Regions from separate parts of the Gossypium arboreum genome. Here region 1 is linked to region 2. The links are chromatin contacts, called in public Hi-C maps. All regions are on one chromosome and are shown on one strand. The core of a region is the stretch at or near the end of the contact, and the rest is flanking DNA. Distances in the headings are between cores, read along the strand shown. Region 1 holds the start of LOC108467097 (probable NAD(P)H dehydrogenase subunit CRR3, chloroplastic). Region 2 holds the start of LOC108467283.

The links. A called contact is a pair of places that touch in the nucleus more often than the background predicts.
Region 1: a Hi-C map of leaf shows a contact between it and region 2, with 5 times the contacts expected there. The contact joins the promoter of LOC108467097 here to the promoter of LOC108467283 in region 2. A contact is called at or near these places in 2 of 5 Hi-C or Micro-C datasets (both in leaf).

Annotation. Positions count from the first base shown.
Region 1 is chr2:77,137,562-77,144,564 of ASM2569848v2, reverse strand. LOC108467097 (probable NAD(P)H dehydrogenase subunit CRR3, chloroplastic) reads right to left here and starts at 2,486. Exons shown (of 3, transcript XM_017767602.2): 1 at 2,127-2,486; 2 at 1,899-2,044; 3 at 1,060-1,276. The coding sequence starts at 2,371. The coding sequence ends at 1,152. LOC108467096 reads right to left here. Exons shown (of 9, transcript XM_017767601.2): 3 at 6,988-7,003; 4 at 5,706-6,352; 5 at 4,882-4,978; 6 at 4,742-4,795; 7 at 4,309-4,418; 8 at 3,621-3,811; 9 at 2,693-3,536. The coding sequence ends at 2,899.
Region 2 is chr2:76,764,884-76,772,667 of ASM2569848v2, reverse strand. It overlaps LOC108467283, which reads right to left and starts at 4,260. Exons shown (of 10, transcript XM_017767882.2): 1 at 3,425-4,260; 2 at 3,197-3,334; 3 at 2,385-2,573; 4 at 2,137-2,274; 5 at 1,889-2,007; 6 at 1,647-1,779; 7 at 1,415-1,544; 8 at 1,208-1,287; 9 at 962-1,096; 10 at 270-783. The coding sequence starts at 3,871. The coding sequence ends at 553.

The sequences.
Region 1 (7,003 bases), core at 1,237-3,736, 370 kb before region 2:
ATACATAATAATAAAATAAAATGAAAATACATAAAAATAATTACAAGCTAACATTATCAATTCAAACTTGTTTTTTGAAGTTAAAAAAAAAGAACTTGAATTCTAAAATGGAAAACAAATATTGTTGATCTTCAATCTTAATTTCTAACAACTTTTTTTTCTCTCTCATTTTGTTCGGAACTCATAAACAACTAAAATTTTGTTTTTTAGTCAAGAAAGGGGTTTATATGGAGGTTTGGTGTTGTCACACTATCAGGCAACACCCATAAAAAAAACATTTAACCTTTTTCTTTAACAATGGCTAAACATTTTAAAATTTCAAACCAATGTTGTCAACCTAGCAGGTGGTACCATAACACCAGCATTTTTTACCCTTTTTTTTTCTTTTTCTACCACCTTTAAAAAAAAAAAGAAAAAACACTGGTGTTATCAATTTGTTAGTCGACATCACAAAAAAAATTCACTTTGTATTTTTGATTCTGTATATCCCCGAAAATACATGTATTATTTAAAACTTTATATTGATGCCACTTTATATTGATGCCGCCAATGTGTTAGGTAGTACTACTTAAAATATTTTTTTTTCAACGGCACAATTAGCTAATGGTTATGGGAAAATTTATAGTGCCACTTGACAGCTTGTTGGCACTTTATTTTACTGTAAAAATCGACCCATTTTTATAATTAGTATGCATGTTGTATCATTTTCGTATTTAATTTTTTTACATTATTTAAGAAAAAAACCCATATTTCATCAATCTCACCTCACTAATGAGATCCAAGCAGCACATTAAACTCCAGTTGAAAAAAGATTTGCATGAAAAGCTATGAAACAGTTACCTTTGTATCCAAAGGGGCCCTAATAGTTTTTAGGAGTAAACTTTGCAAGTTACGAACCTAAAAAGTAGAGGAAGATGAATTTATATTGCAGTTGTTAATATTTCATTTTTAGGGTTTATGAGGAAAGGTATTAGATTTTCGGTATAGACTAGAAGACACATGAAAGTCTTTAGGTAAATTTGGTTTTAAGATCCATTGCTATTTTTTGGCATGGTGATATTATGATTGAAGCTGCGGTTGATTGGTTTAAACAAGATGTGAACAATCTTATACACAAAACATGATATCCAGAAGAATGAAGCAAAGTGGTTTCACATGATGAGGTCATCGATTAGGGGGGTGCTGAATGGTAGCTTTATGACCCCAGAAGCAACTAGTAGAGAAAAGGTCCAAATTGGTAGGATCCATTGTAGCACAACCAACAGGATTGTTTTTCCTGCACAACCAATTTTCCCATTAATAAAATCAATCATACGAGTCATCTATCAAAACAAATGAAATTTACCACTAACCGGATGACATTACGATTTATGGGATGCAACCTCAACAGTAGTCTAGGTCACCCTCACCCTCATTCGTAGAAGTTGAAAGTCCAGCACTGCCCATCTCTTTTCCAACATATGCTAAGTGTGGGTTGCTTCTAAATGCAACTGCTAATAGAGTGTTTGAAGGCTGACTAAAGGTGTAAAATTCAAGGTTAAGGCTGCATATTTGCTTAGCTTAAGTCTTGGCATGTAACAATTGATCTTAATTCGATATCATAAGTCAGCACAGTGAGGGGTGGAGACCTGAGCTACTGACAATGGCAGAAAATTATCTGCATTCTAACTTGGTAAAAGAGTTGAAGTTTCTAGATCATTCAATTGGTTGCTTGTTTTGCGCTATTCTGCAAGCTATTATCAAAAGCAGTATAAAAAAAAAATCATATTGCCTACCTCTTATACCTAAATATGCTTCATATACATCTTAAACTTTCCGTCTTACAAGTAGCTTTCACCTTTCAGTACTAAAACTTATCTGAACTCGATTGAAAGAAAATAGAGAGAAAAATGAAGTACCGGAGGAACGGAAGGTTGCTTCAGTAGTGGTACCAATCCACTCCCCAGTCTCGCGGAGCTTCTTTTCAATGTCTCCTTCAAATTTACCACCAGTGACAGGCAAAAGCCCATCGAATATCGTCTTCCTCCTTTGCTCCTCCAAATCACTGCCCATGTTTAAACAAAACAAACATCAAGCTTATTCTCAATTACCCATAAAAAACAAAGGGGGGCTGAAGAAAGATATGCCTGGAATCAGCGTCACGGAAGGAACCAGCACCAATGGCACGTTCAATCTGGACGACAGAGGGAGGAGGGTGTGGCTTTTGTTGTCGCAAACGTTGTCTCCTTTTTCTTGGTCGAGTTGCTGTTTTGGGTTTTGAATTTGTTTGGGTTTCTTGTGGGGAGGGTTTGTCAGTAAGAGAGGCAATGGGGGGATGGATAACAGCTTTGGCCATGGCAATGGATATACAACTGCAGGATAAGCAAGCCATGCTTTTTCTTTTTTCTTGTCACTTTTTTTAGTTCTCTGTTTCGTATTTGGATTTTTATTTTTTATTATTTATTATTTATGGTGTTCTGCTCCGGTAACTGCCGAAGGATAACTTATAAAACTATCTATAGAGCCATTGGCTGGTCAGAAATATCTTGACAAGATCTTTAACGTACAACATTAGAAGCAGGAGGTACAACCCATCATCAGCTAAAAAGCACATTGTCTGTCATCAACAATTTTTGTACTTTTGATCTTAATCACACTATAAAGTTGTTCATTGATATTCGTACACTGCAGCAATCAGTTGAATTCTTCAAGGTTTCCACAATATCTGACATGAGTTTCATTATTATGATAAAAGGCAAGGAGCTGACTGCATAAAACTTGTCACAAAAACATGGGCTTTCCAATGAAATTATACCAATGCGATTGTTATAACTCGAGAGAAATGGCTCCTGCTGAATAGAACAAAAATGATTGTAGGATCTGTACAAAGGCCCTAAAAACCTAGTATTCATGTTGGCATCACACAGGCAGATTCCTTAGCAGACGAAGTGCTCGTGTCCAGTGTGATCTTTGCGATAAAACAATCTTCCTCAACGCTGGCACTGCCCCAGCAGCTATGATTGCAGAATGATTGTCACTGTCCATACTCAGATTATACAGTATTGATAAGGCTGCTTCGACTGCTCTGTCACTCCCTTGTTCAATAAGATTCACAAGTGGAAATATACCAACCTCAGATGCAACAGCTCGGGTGGAATCCACAACCCCTTCAGAAATTATTCTGTTAAGTTCAACAGCTGCGGATTCCTGTGTTTCTGGAGAAAGAGACAATTTTATCTGCTCTATAAGTCTTGGGATTGTCTCATAAAGAGTTACCTCCATGTTGATTGGATTCTCAAAATCTACATTAGGATTGGATATGGAGCACAGTTTAACAAGGCAAGCGGCAACCCAATCTTTGTTTCGAAGAGGGATATCAGACTTAAGGATTTTGCGGAGTAGTTTGATGAAATGGGTAGAGTCTATTTTTTGGCAAAACTGTTCCGAGTCAAGAAGTTTTGTTAGTAGCCTTGAAGCTGCAGAGACTGCAAGGCCAGCTTCCTCAATTTCAAGAGCATATTCGTCTAGTTCCTGACCTTCTACATCAGCTTCCTTGTCTGCAAAATAGAAAAGGTATATGTTCTCACAAGTCTACAGTAGTACAGCTCAAGTGTTTTCAACTAAGAATTATTTGCCCTTACCTTTTACAGCTTTTTGATGAAAAACAGCTTCCAAACCAGACGATACATCTACTTTGATTATTGTTTCCATGCTTGGTTCAATTATTGTTATGAATTCCAAGATAGAAGCTGCTTTTCTTTGCAGGTTTGATGGTGATGTCTTCAGAATCTCAATAAGGCGAGTAATGACAGTAGAGTCTAGCAATTCTTTCCTACAATACATGTCCAAAATATACATCGGGTTAGTGTTACAGTCAAGAACCCAAGGATTCAACATGAATATCCCAAAACATTAAATCACTAGGCAAATAAAAAAACCTTTTGTAGTACATGCTTTGACAATGGAGCCTAAAGTAACTAAGGGAACATATATAAACTCCACCGTCCCCCTTAAGAGCTACTGTCAGTTTCAGTTTCATTGAATCAACTTGGGGAGAAAATAGATAAATTGTGGAAGAAAATAATTTAGAGCCAAGATGAGAAGAAGTAATAAAACTTTGAAACCCTGCATTACCAAGATAAGTGGATCTACATAGAAGACAACAGAAAGAGGAAAACAATTAATATGTTTCCCAATTGATTATCTCCATGTATCTCCTCCAGAGTAAGCAATCATTTTGGAAACAGAACAAGATCCAATGGTGAACACCATAATGATGAAGCATCATTTTTCAAATAAACAAAGATGCCAGAAAGAAGAGGGAAAAACCTGGAATCCATTATTGACACAGGCTTATCTCCAGTCAATCCGGCAGAAGCATTAAGGCTCCTTGCAGCATCTATACCCATCTTTGAACCATTAACTGGTCCATTGTAGAACTAGATACAACAGTATACTAGGTAAGTCAACAGAAAAATATAGGGCCCAAATTATTCTTTGTGAGCGTATGGGTGACTGTGTTTCGAAAACTTTGAATCATTGAGGTTGCTTGCTTTGTTTTATGCTGTTATAACCATTTTAATAAGAAAACAAGATATTAATAAAAATGAAAATGGCCAAAAAGATCTTTCCGAAAAAGACAACCCCAAATGCCATGCAACTAAAGAAGCAAAACTTAAGGGGTCTAAGTTTAAAAATTGGAACAGATGGAAATGTCTTTTATCATTTACATTATGCTGTAAAAATCGATTGGCTGACTAACCTTTGACTTCATTTCTTTACTAGGGTCTAAAATCCTAGCAAGTATATCCAAGGTCTGCAAATCCAGCAACAATCCATGTCAGAAATATCAAACTAGAATTATTACAAATTACCACTTGAGAAAACAAAGATTGCCTTCACCTTTTCCATCAAGCTTCCAGAGGTTTCTGAGCGTTTCAGTGTACAAACTAAAGGGTGTAAAATACCTTCAGCTTCAAGTACATGATAAAGAGAAGGGCTGCAGCCAGCAAGAAACTTCAGAAACATTTTATTGTATCTAAAACCTAAAATATGAAGCACATGTTGTGTTACTTAGTTCCAGAAACTACCACTAAAGTAAAAGGAAATGATACATGGATAGAGATGTGGATGTGAATATGAATATGAATATGAGAAGATATTGTCAAAATTACTGGCATGACTCAAATGTTCAATAAAGAAAATTCCATAACACCAATTCGACACATTAAATGCTACCAGCATCAATGCCAATGAAGCAAATTGAGAAATCACAAAAAAAAAAAAAAAAAAAATAACTTTGTAACAGATATTAAGAGCCACAACTTTACAACAAAATGTTACAAGAATAAGACTAGGCCCTATTCTGGTGAGACCATCAAGAGACGATGGATGCATCTAGACAACTCGCTGTTAATAAAGTAGAGAGACAAAATGTGAGCTTCCTCCAATACCCAAACACTAACCCTGGGAGTTATATTTCTCCAGAGGGTTCAAGAAGCATATAAGAAAGCACAAGAAGGCTCACTAAAAACTCACTGTCTTTTAAATATGAACAAAGAAAGACAAAACAATGACTCAATAATTCATAAAATAATATTGTGAACTAAAGGAAAGGCCAAAATCTGGGTCAATGTGTACTTCAAGAAATGTCTGCACTTGGTAAAATTTTGCCCATTTAGAACTGAAGGCATTATCTACCAAGACTACACAAAGAGAAAATATACCTGACAGACAACCTCTCCAAAGCGTGGATCACAGCTGATCTGACAGCAAAACTGTTATGGTCTAAAAGCCGAACCAAATGCTTGATAGCACCAGCTTCCTTGAATGAAGTCCGCATATGTTCATTGATAGATGAGTCGGCAATTGACTCAGCAGCTCTCGATATGGCAACCTCATCATTAAGCTCAAGTATCAAAACTAATCGAGCCACACCATCTATCCATGGGAGAAGAGTAAGTCGGTTATCAGTGGGGATATCAGACTGAGATTCTCTTTTTCCATCCAACTCTATAGCCCCTATGCGAGCAAGAAACTGTTGCTGTGTGCGCCCAACTATTGCATTCTTCTTAGCTTCCTCTAACTCAGCATTCTCACCAACATTCAACCCAAGAAGTAATTCAGAGGCACCAAACTTTGAAGGTCCTTTGGAAGTCTGCTCAATCTCTGTACCATCTGGCATAGTAGGCCATGAATATAATCCTGGCTTGAAAGACTTGTAAGCAGCTGCACCAACCATGGGAACAGGAACCAGACCTTCCTCTATGACAAGAATTCTATAATACTGATCCTTAATGAGTTCCAATAAAGCATTTCTAGCTTCCTTCCGAAACACTTTAGATCCTTCCATGTCAGTTTTTAATAGCTTTGCCTGCATTAAGAGTAAGAATGTTTCATCAGGTGCCACTGAAATTTAGTCTAAGTTTCACTATGTTGCATTTTCAATTCACTACAATCCAATGATGCAGTAATGCGTTCTAAAAATGAGTCAACAACAATGGATACAGTTTGCTTCTGTGAGATACACAACCATCATCTACTAATACAATTGAATTTATGAACTTTTTGGAGACTAGTTAAAAATTGAATTTAAAGGTTAACTTTGGAAAGGAAGCAGTGCATGCGAAGAAAGAAGATTATAAACAAAACAAGAATGTAACTGCATGACAGCAAACAAAATACAAGTTTCCGGGTAAAGGTATATAAACAATGTCATACTTCACATTTGCATTTGACAATTTTGGTACGTAACATCATTTTGATTTGGGTAAAAATAAGAAAGCTTTGCAAACAATATAACCGAAGAGGATAGACCAGAATGCACAAGTTTTTAGACACACAAAAGATTATAACAATAAACAAACATCATCTTGTTCAAGGAAAACAAAGGCTATAGCATATTTACATTAAGTCACTCTATTGCATGTAACAATTCAGCATGTAACCAGATAACCCTTCAGTCAATTAATTAGAAAACAACTACCCCCATTCAGCAAAGATCCTCACCAGTTTCGGAATGATA
Region 2 (7,784 bases), core at 3,011-5,510:
CAAAGGCTTTCTCGAAACTTCAACCCAAATACGCTTAGCCAAAGTTGCCTGATTATTAGCTGCTGTCTACCTTTTTATTTGAATCATTTCCTTGATTTTCTACTGGCAACTTTCATAATGCATAAATTAGGGTAGTCAAGGAAATCTCAATTCAGAAAATATTATAATTATTATTTTTAGGTACTCATCCGAGTCCTGAAAAGCAAATTGCAGATGAAATGTTTAATAGAAAAGCAGATATGGAGAAGTAACAAATCCAATCAACTTGATTTTCTGAAAAGATTAATCCTCAAATTATTTCAATTCTACAACAGTCTTCAGAATATTAATTACTTGAAATACATGTAGTTGCTCTAAACCCAACTCCTCGCAATAAGGTTTCATTCATCCTTAGGCTTCGCTTCTTTAAGACAAAAGCCTGTGTTCTCAACACTATTCTCCTAAATCCCACATTATAACACTTCTTTTTTTTTCCTTTTTTTCCCCTTACCAGTTAGAAACTCCAGATCAAAATGCACTTAACCGAGAAAGAAAATACCTAAACCGAAGCCTTTAGACAGGGATTTGAGAGCTGATAACTACATACAGTTTGTTCCAGTCCCAACCATCCATGTTGGGAGCTAAAACAGCAGCACCCACACCAAATGCGACGACGAGAAAGGCCAACGATTTTAGGCACCCAGGGCCTCGCGATAGTCTTCCAGCTATAAGCTTACAGTACTTGTCTGCATCCTGAAACAGTGCCCGTGTAGCAGCATCTGACTCATTGCCCATTTTCTCATTCTGAGAATCACAAAATAAAAAAAGAAAAGAAAATCAGGTCACATCTTAAATGACTTGGAAACGTTTGCCTACCTTATGTTAGAGCAAATCATCTAAAAATCTGGTATAAAAATAATTGTGTAACATATATTTCTATTGAGCTACTAGATGGATGGTTTATTCTTAGTACAGTAAGCACCTTGTTCCTAAAATTCTTGATGGTTTCCCTCAAAGGGTCAAGAGTAGTAAGTTTTGTGGAGTGTTCTTTCCATTCATCTGAAAGCCTTCTAAGAACACTCACATTCGCTTCCAGATTATCAAGATAAACCTTGTCCTGTTCACATGTAGTAAAAAATAAGAATAAATCGACATGAAGTTAATTAGAAAAACTAAAATATTCCTCCATATAAAGGTTTGCTAAAACCTAAAATAGCTTATAGCTCACCCACTGCTTGTAGCACTCAGCGTTCTGGTTCAAACACCATATGACTATTCCAGCTGCCTCTTTGGATAACTCAGGAGAGCCTGCTCAAAGAAAGATACACTCAAGCATTGAAACTTCAATACGAACAAAGTGGATAAAGAAATGGGGCAGGTAGGGCTGGAGGAAAGGGATGCAAAGAACAAAAAGTTGTCAGGTGCAAAAGCATACTTTCTCCTGCTGCTTTGATAGCAAAGGCGAACATCTGAAGAGCCGCTTGTCTCATTGCTTTGCTCCCGTGAGAACCAGCAAGTGCAACTTCCTTTACTGTGGGATATATGGCCTCAAACCTTTCAGTCGCCTGCACCAATAGGATAATACTTACAAAAACACGAGAAAGTATAATGATTTTAACATATAAGCAATGACACGGCAAATTCAAGCAGTCAAACTTTTAACCTACCTTCACCCTAGATGAAGATGCAGGGAAGGTAGCTCGCATCAGTATCTCAAATGAAGATGGAGGCACCAAACGTTCCCCTTTTCTAACAGCATTATTTACTAAAATTGACCGAGCTTTTGAGACAGATAAGATCCTACACCAGAAGGAAAATAATTCAATAAACCTTAATGAATTTGTAACTCAATTAAAAGGTTAAAAATGGACCAAGACGAAAAAGGCACAAACTGTAAAAGTCCTAATACCATTCCACCAGTTGTAAAATTAGATCTCTGGATTGTGGATTACAGTTTTTGCTACTAAGTACAGGCAAGAGGAGATGTGCCCACGAGTACAGTCCCACAGCAAGATCTCCTTTGGATGCCTAAACAAATACAACATTAATGTATGAAATGAGATAAGAAGCTTCTCAAAAAGTAAAGATTAAGAGATTGTAAACTGCCTTCCAGATTCATATACCAGTTAGAATAAAGTTCTTTTCCCATCTACTTACCTGAACTATCGTCCATACAAAAATGGGGAGCTTATCTTGTCCTTGATATTTGGAATTTTCTCTCAACTTTGGCAATACACTAATTAAAGCATCAGGTTTACGCTGCAATACCATAGCTAATGCCACAAATATACCAACCTGCATAGCATGTTTCTACATCAAACCCCATCTGATACCTCAAAAGCATCAGAAACCAAAAGAATAGAAGAAAAACCAAATAAAATAACCAAATTGCCAAGTAAATTTACCTTAGACTTCAATGATGTCTGTTGCGCACCTTTTTTGGAGCCCTTAGCACTTGCTTGTTGGGCCGCCAAGTCCTCAAGAATGATGTCTAAAGACCATAATACAAAGAAACCAAGTGCCTCAAGGGATCGTTGGCTTATCCAGTCAGCTGAGGTCTTATAAACAGCATCAAAAATATGTGAAAGTGGTATCTGTTGAAGGACAAATTCACTTTGGTCAGAAAAATAAAATATATAATACAAAGTTAAGCAAAGATCAATAGAGACCAAAAGGAATCAAATTGACATCTGAAAAAAACGAGTAAGCACAATAACGACAGTGAAGACATCACATAGAAAGGTCTGAAAATGACAGATGGAAAGAACCTTAGAATAACAATTAAAGTTTAAACAACATGAGAAAAAAGTTTGAGGTCAATTCAAAAAGATATGTTTCTTCAAATAAAAAGAATTGTAGGATAATTTTAAATGTTAAAACTAACATAATATCAAAAGTTGAGATGGCGCAATGGAAGATCATAAATCAGTGCAATTATTTACGATTACTCAAATAAAACTAAAAATTCCAATCACATTATTGGCAAAACCATGGATGATAGCACGTTAATCTGCTCAAACCACAAATCGAGCTTTGGTAAAAAGTTCTCAATTTGAACACTCAATCATGCAAGAAATTAATGCGTTAAAACCTCCTTCATTCCTCCAATCTAGCTAACATAATCAACAAATTCCAATTGTGATCAAATAAAATAATAATAAAAAAACCCAGAGCGCACACACACACACACACACACACACACACAAAAAAAACTCACATCAGCAAGCTTGGCAACGGTACTCTCCCTGAAAAGCTTCAACCAAGGAAACTGCCCCGCAACCACTAGCTGAAATGCCTTACCATAGTAATCCGCAAACTTCTGCATTTGAATTTCTTGCTGTTCGCCATTCAATTCCTAATTCCCCAAACAAATTAAAAATATTTATATAATGAATCCAGTTATCCAAGCAAAAGACAATCAAATTTATCATCCTGGTACACTTACAGCGAGATAAGCAGAGAGATCAGTGGGATCGATCTTCGCAGCGGCTTCTACAACCGTAACTTTAGGCTTCTTCGGCTTCTTTTGCTTCGCCTTCTTCTCCTCATCTGCTGGCTTCCCGTTAGGTTTAACGCCATCCAGATCACTGCCATCGTCATCGTCGGAATCATCGATGACCGATCTTTTAGGCTTAGACTTGGCATCGGCATCAATGGCAGCAGCAGCGTAAGCTCTTTGAGCTTCAACTATCCGACGACGGCGATCCTCGGACTGTTGCTCGAGGGAACGGAAAACGCTGGCGGAGCCATTAGTTAGGGTTCCATTAGAACGGGGGAGGTTGGGATCGGCGTTGGGCTTGGTCTTGCGTTGACGTTTGGGATAAGAGACCTTTTGCCAGCCGTGGTCAACGTGGTTGGCATTGGTGGGTTCGTGAAGATCGACGGACTCCATTGTTGGGAAAATTTGGAGAGAAATGAAAGAAGGAAAATTGGAGAGAAAAATAGTGAGAAAAGGAAATATAAATAAGGAAAGAAAAGGAGAAAAGGGAATGGATAATAAGGAATTAAGCAACGCAAAACGCGTAAATACTTTTGCTCAGATTAGGGATGCACTGCAGACGGAGGAGACGAGACAAACGATTCAGAATAACGGACATTAATTATTATTTATATTATCCTTTGCTAAATATTTTTATCCCCATTCTATTATCTGCTAATTTGGAAATCAATTTTCATTTTCTTTTCCTGCGATACATAGTTTTCTTTCGTGCGATATAGGGATGATAGCATGTAACAATTAAAATATATTATATTTCTTTCATAAAGTATATATAATTTGATAGGTTCTAATGGCAAGCATTATTGATTTCCCGGCTATTAGAAGTTTTTCCATAAAATGGATTTGGAGAGGGTATTAAAGGAGTCTATGTGGACTTTTAATAATTATCTACTGTTGTTACATTGTTTGAAATTGGGAGAAGATCTGAAGAGGGTACCTTTAATATTTGTGAATTTTTGGGTACAAGTTCATGATGTGCCCCGGGTTTCTTTAATGATGTTATGGCTAGACAATTGGATGATTTTCTTGGAAAGTTTTTAGAATATGGCGGATCTAGTCTAGGGAAAGGGTTGCGAAGTTACATATAAGGGTTCAATTATATGTTAAATGCCTTTTAAAGAGAAACAAGAAAGTGATGTTTGCGTCTGGTAGTTGTTCTTATGTCTCTTTTAAATACGAGAGATTGACTCTGTTTTGTTTCTTTGGTGGAAAGTTAGGGCATAATGACTCGTTTTATCAAGCAAAAATGTCATTGAGGGTTGAGGTTGCGGAGTTTGGCTGGGATATGCCGCTGAAAGCTCAGTCTATGAGAGCTCTTACCATGAGTAATGTTTGGTTACGTGATGAGGACGAAAGAATGAAAGGGGGTAGTCAGTTTGGTTGTAATGTTTCTAGTTAGAGTAAAGGGAAGGGAGAGGAAGGGGAGAAGTTGGCTCTTGTATTGATCCTATATCGAGAGTGAATTTGGAAAGAGATATCAATTTATAATATCAATTTATCTTTGAACCTTGATAGGGAGCCATTCAAACATTCACATTTACACATATGTTATAATTACAAAACTAAAATATAAATTTATTTAAAACACTAAGCACATAATTTTAATCAATACAATTTTCAATAAAATTCAAAGTCATATAAAATATATGCGGCATTGACTTTCAGAAACACAATCAATATACATTAATATATCATATCATATCACCTTATAACATAGTGTAATATTCATTATTATATAAGATAAAGATAACATTATAACATGGCCAAAAATATTCTTTTACAATTCAATTTCATACGCATATTACCAAATTAAAATGGACTATTTTTATCAATACTACCAGTCAAAACATACTAAGATTTATTTGCAAAATACTAACTATACATCCATAATTTATTCAGTCATTAATATACATACAAATAATTCACACCATTTCTATATGACTTAATAAACAAAATTTATAAATATTAAGACTAAATCAAAATATACCAACTTCACAAGTTATACACCATGCTAAAATATCATACTCAAGAATCATACCAATTCATCTCATAAAATATGCCATAAAACACATCATAATATTTAATATCATAACTGAATATACATTATAACTATTATAACTTCTTTATTGAATTTTATAACAAACATATCAAATACATATATTCTTTGTATTAAGCTCATTAATTTTAACTATTTGTAATGCAAATCATATCTTCCCAATACATCAATATAAATCCACAACCGAAATATCTTTGTCTCTATATAATCATCATTCAATTTACTACCAAAACACATGACCAATCACCTCAATATATATACTTTGAAATGATGTATATGTCAAACTAATGCATAATATGCTAGAATGTAATATATATACAAATGTCGAACTATCAATCAAATATATTCATTATCTCATTTCAACATTTATCCAAATATACTTATCAACTAATTTTAAACCATTACTAACACATGTAAAACATAATCAAATCATTTTAACCAAAGGTAGCATAACAAACATAATTCATACTATTATATAAATATCATAGCCAATTCACTCATACCACATCCAAAATCATCAACCAACTTCAATGCACAAAACACATATCACAAATACCATTCATCCATGGCACATAGCATTATAACCAAAATGAACTTAAACCATAATCAAACATAAAACAATGCAAACAAATACATAAAGTAAGCTATCATAGCGTAATAAGTCATAAGCAAATAAATAACTCAATGTTAACATCACTCAACTTAACCAAACTAATTTAGGCTATCATATTCACATTTATTTATAAGATCATAATTTCATATATAACATATACTTCCATATACAATTTCACATTGGCGAATATACATAATCTTATATACACATATTCAAGAATCATTTAAAAAATATTCACATTATATATTAAAAAGGTCGAATACGCTTTCCATATTCACATACATTCTTCATTTGCAACAAATATCAAGTAACTTACTTACTTTATTTCAAGTAGGTAATAAGCTAACTCATACCTGGTCATTTTAGCTCGTTTTACACATTCGATCACAACTTATCGTTGCTCGATGAACCATTCAGAATTGGATAGGACACATGGATAATCACATATATCGTACAATGCCAACGTCCCAAACGTGGTCTTACATGTAATCACATATCGATGCCACTGTCCCAGACAGGGTCTTACTCGCACACATATATCGGAGTCACATATCGATGCTAATGTATAAAACGTCGTCTTACTCGCACACATTTATAGAAGTCACATATTGATGCCAACGTATAAAATGCGGTCTTACTCGCGCACATATATCGAAGTCACATATCGATGCCAACGTATAAAGTGTGGTCTTACTCGCACACATATATCGATCCCATGGTCTTACTCGCACATCACATATCGAAATCCTATGTCATGACATATGAATCCTAGCTATTCCTAAGGTTCATAAGAGGATTTCGGACGTTGTAATTTAGTCGAAACGAACTCGTAAGCTTAATTCCTTTGTACATATACATTCGGCTCTCACATATAAAATTTCTCATAATTTAATTTCAGAATATAAACTCATACATAATTAGAACTAACGATATCTATTTTCTTATAACCTTACCTCGGACGATGAAAAACGAAACGGGACAACTAGTCGACAACTTTAGTTTTCCCCCGATCCAAATCTAATTTATTTGGTTCTTGATCTAAACATTTTCAAATTAAACTCATTCAAACATATTTTTATTCAATTTAATCCAAAAACACATATATGGAAAAATTACCATTTTACCCCTGACATTTTACACTTTTTACAATTAAGTCCAAATTGCATAAGACACAAACATGTAAAATTTGCACACACCATGATTAGGTCGAATGTTCCTAGTGTTCATACAAGTCCATACATTTCATTTATTTCATATTTTAGTCCCTCAATTTATTATTTTTTCAATTTAGTCCTAATTACTTAAAATCATAAAAAATTCCAATACAAAACATATCAATCCAAAACATATCTTTCATATTTAACAAACTAACACCACAAAACTCAAATATTCATCAATGACATAACTCAAAATATTCACCAAAATCAGAAATTCAAGCATGGGCTTTGTAGATAACATAGCAACGGTCTCAAAAACATAAAAATTATAAAAAAACCGAACAAAAACTAACCTTGAATCAAGCTTGGACAAGGCCGAATACCCCAAGCTTTTGTTCTTTTCTTTCCATTTGTTATTTTGGTCATAAGAGAAAAAGATGAGCAATGGCTTTTAATTATATGTTTTATTATATTATAACT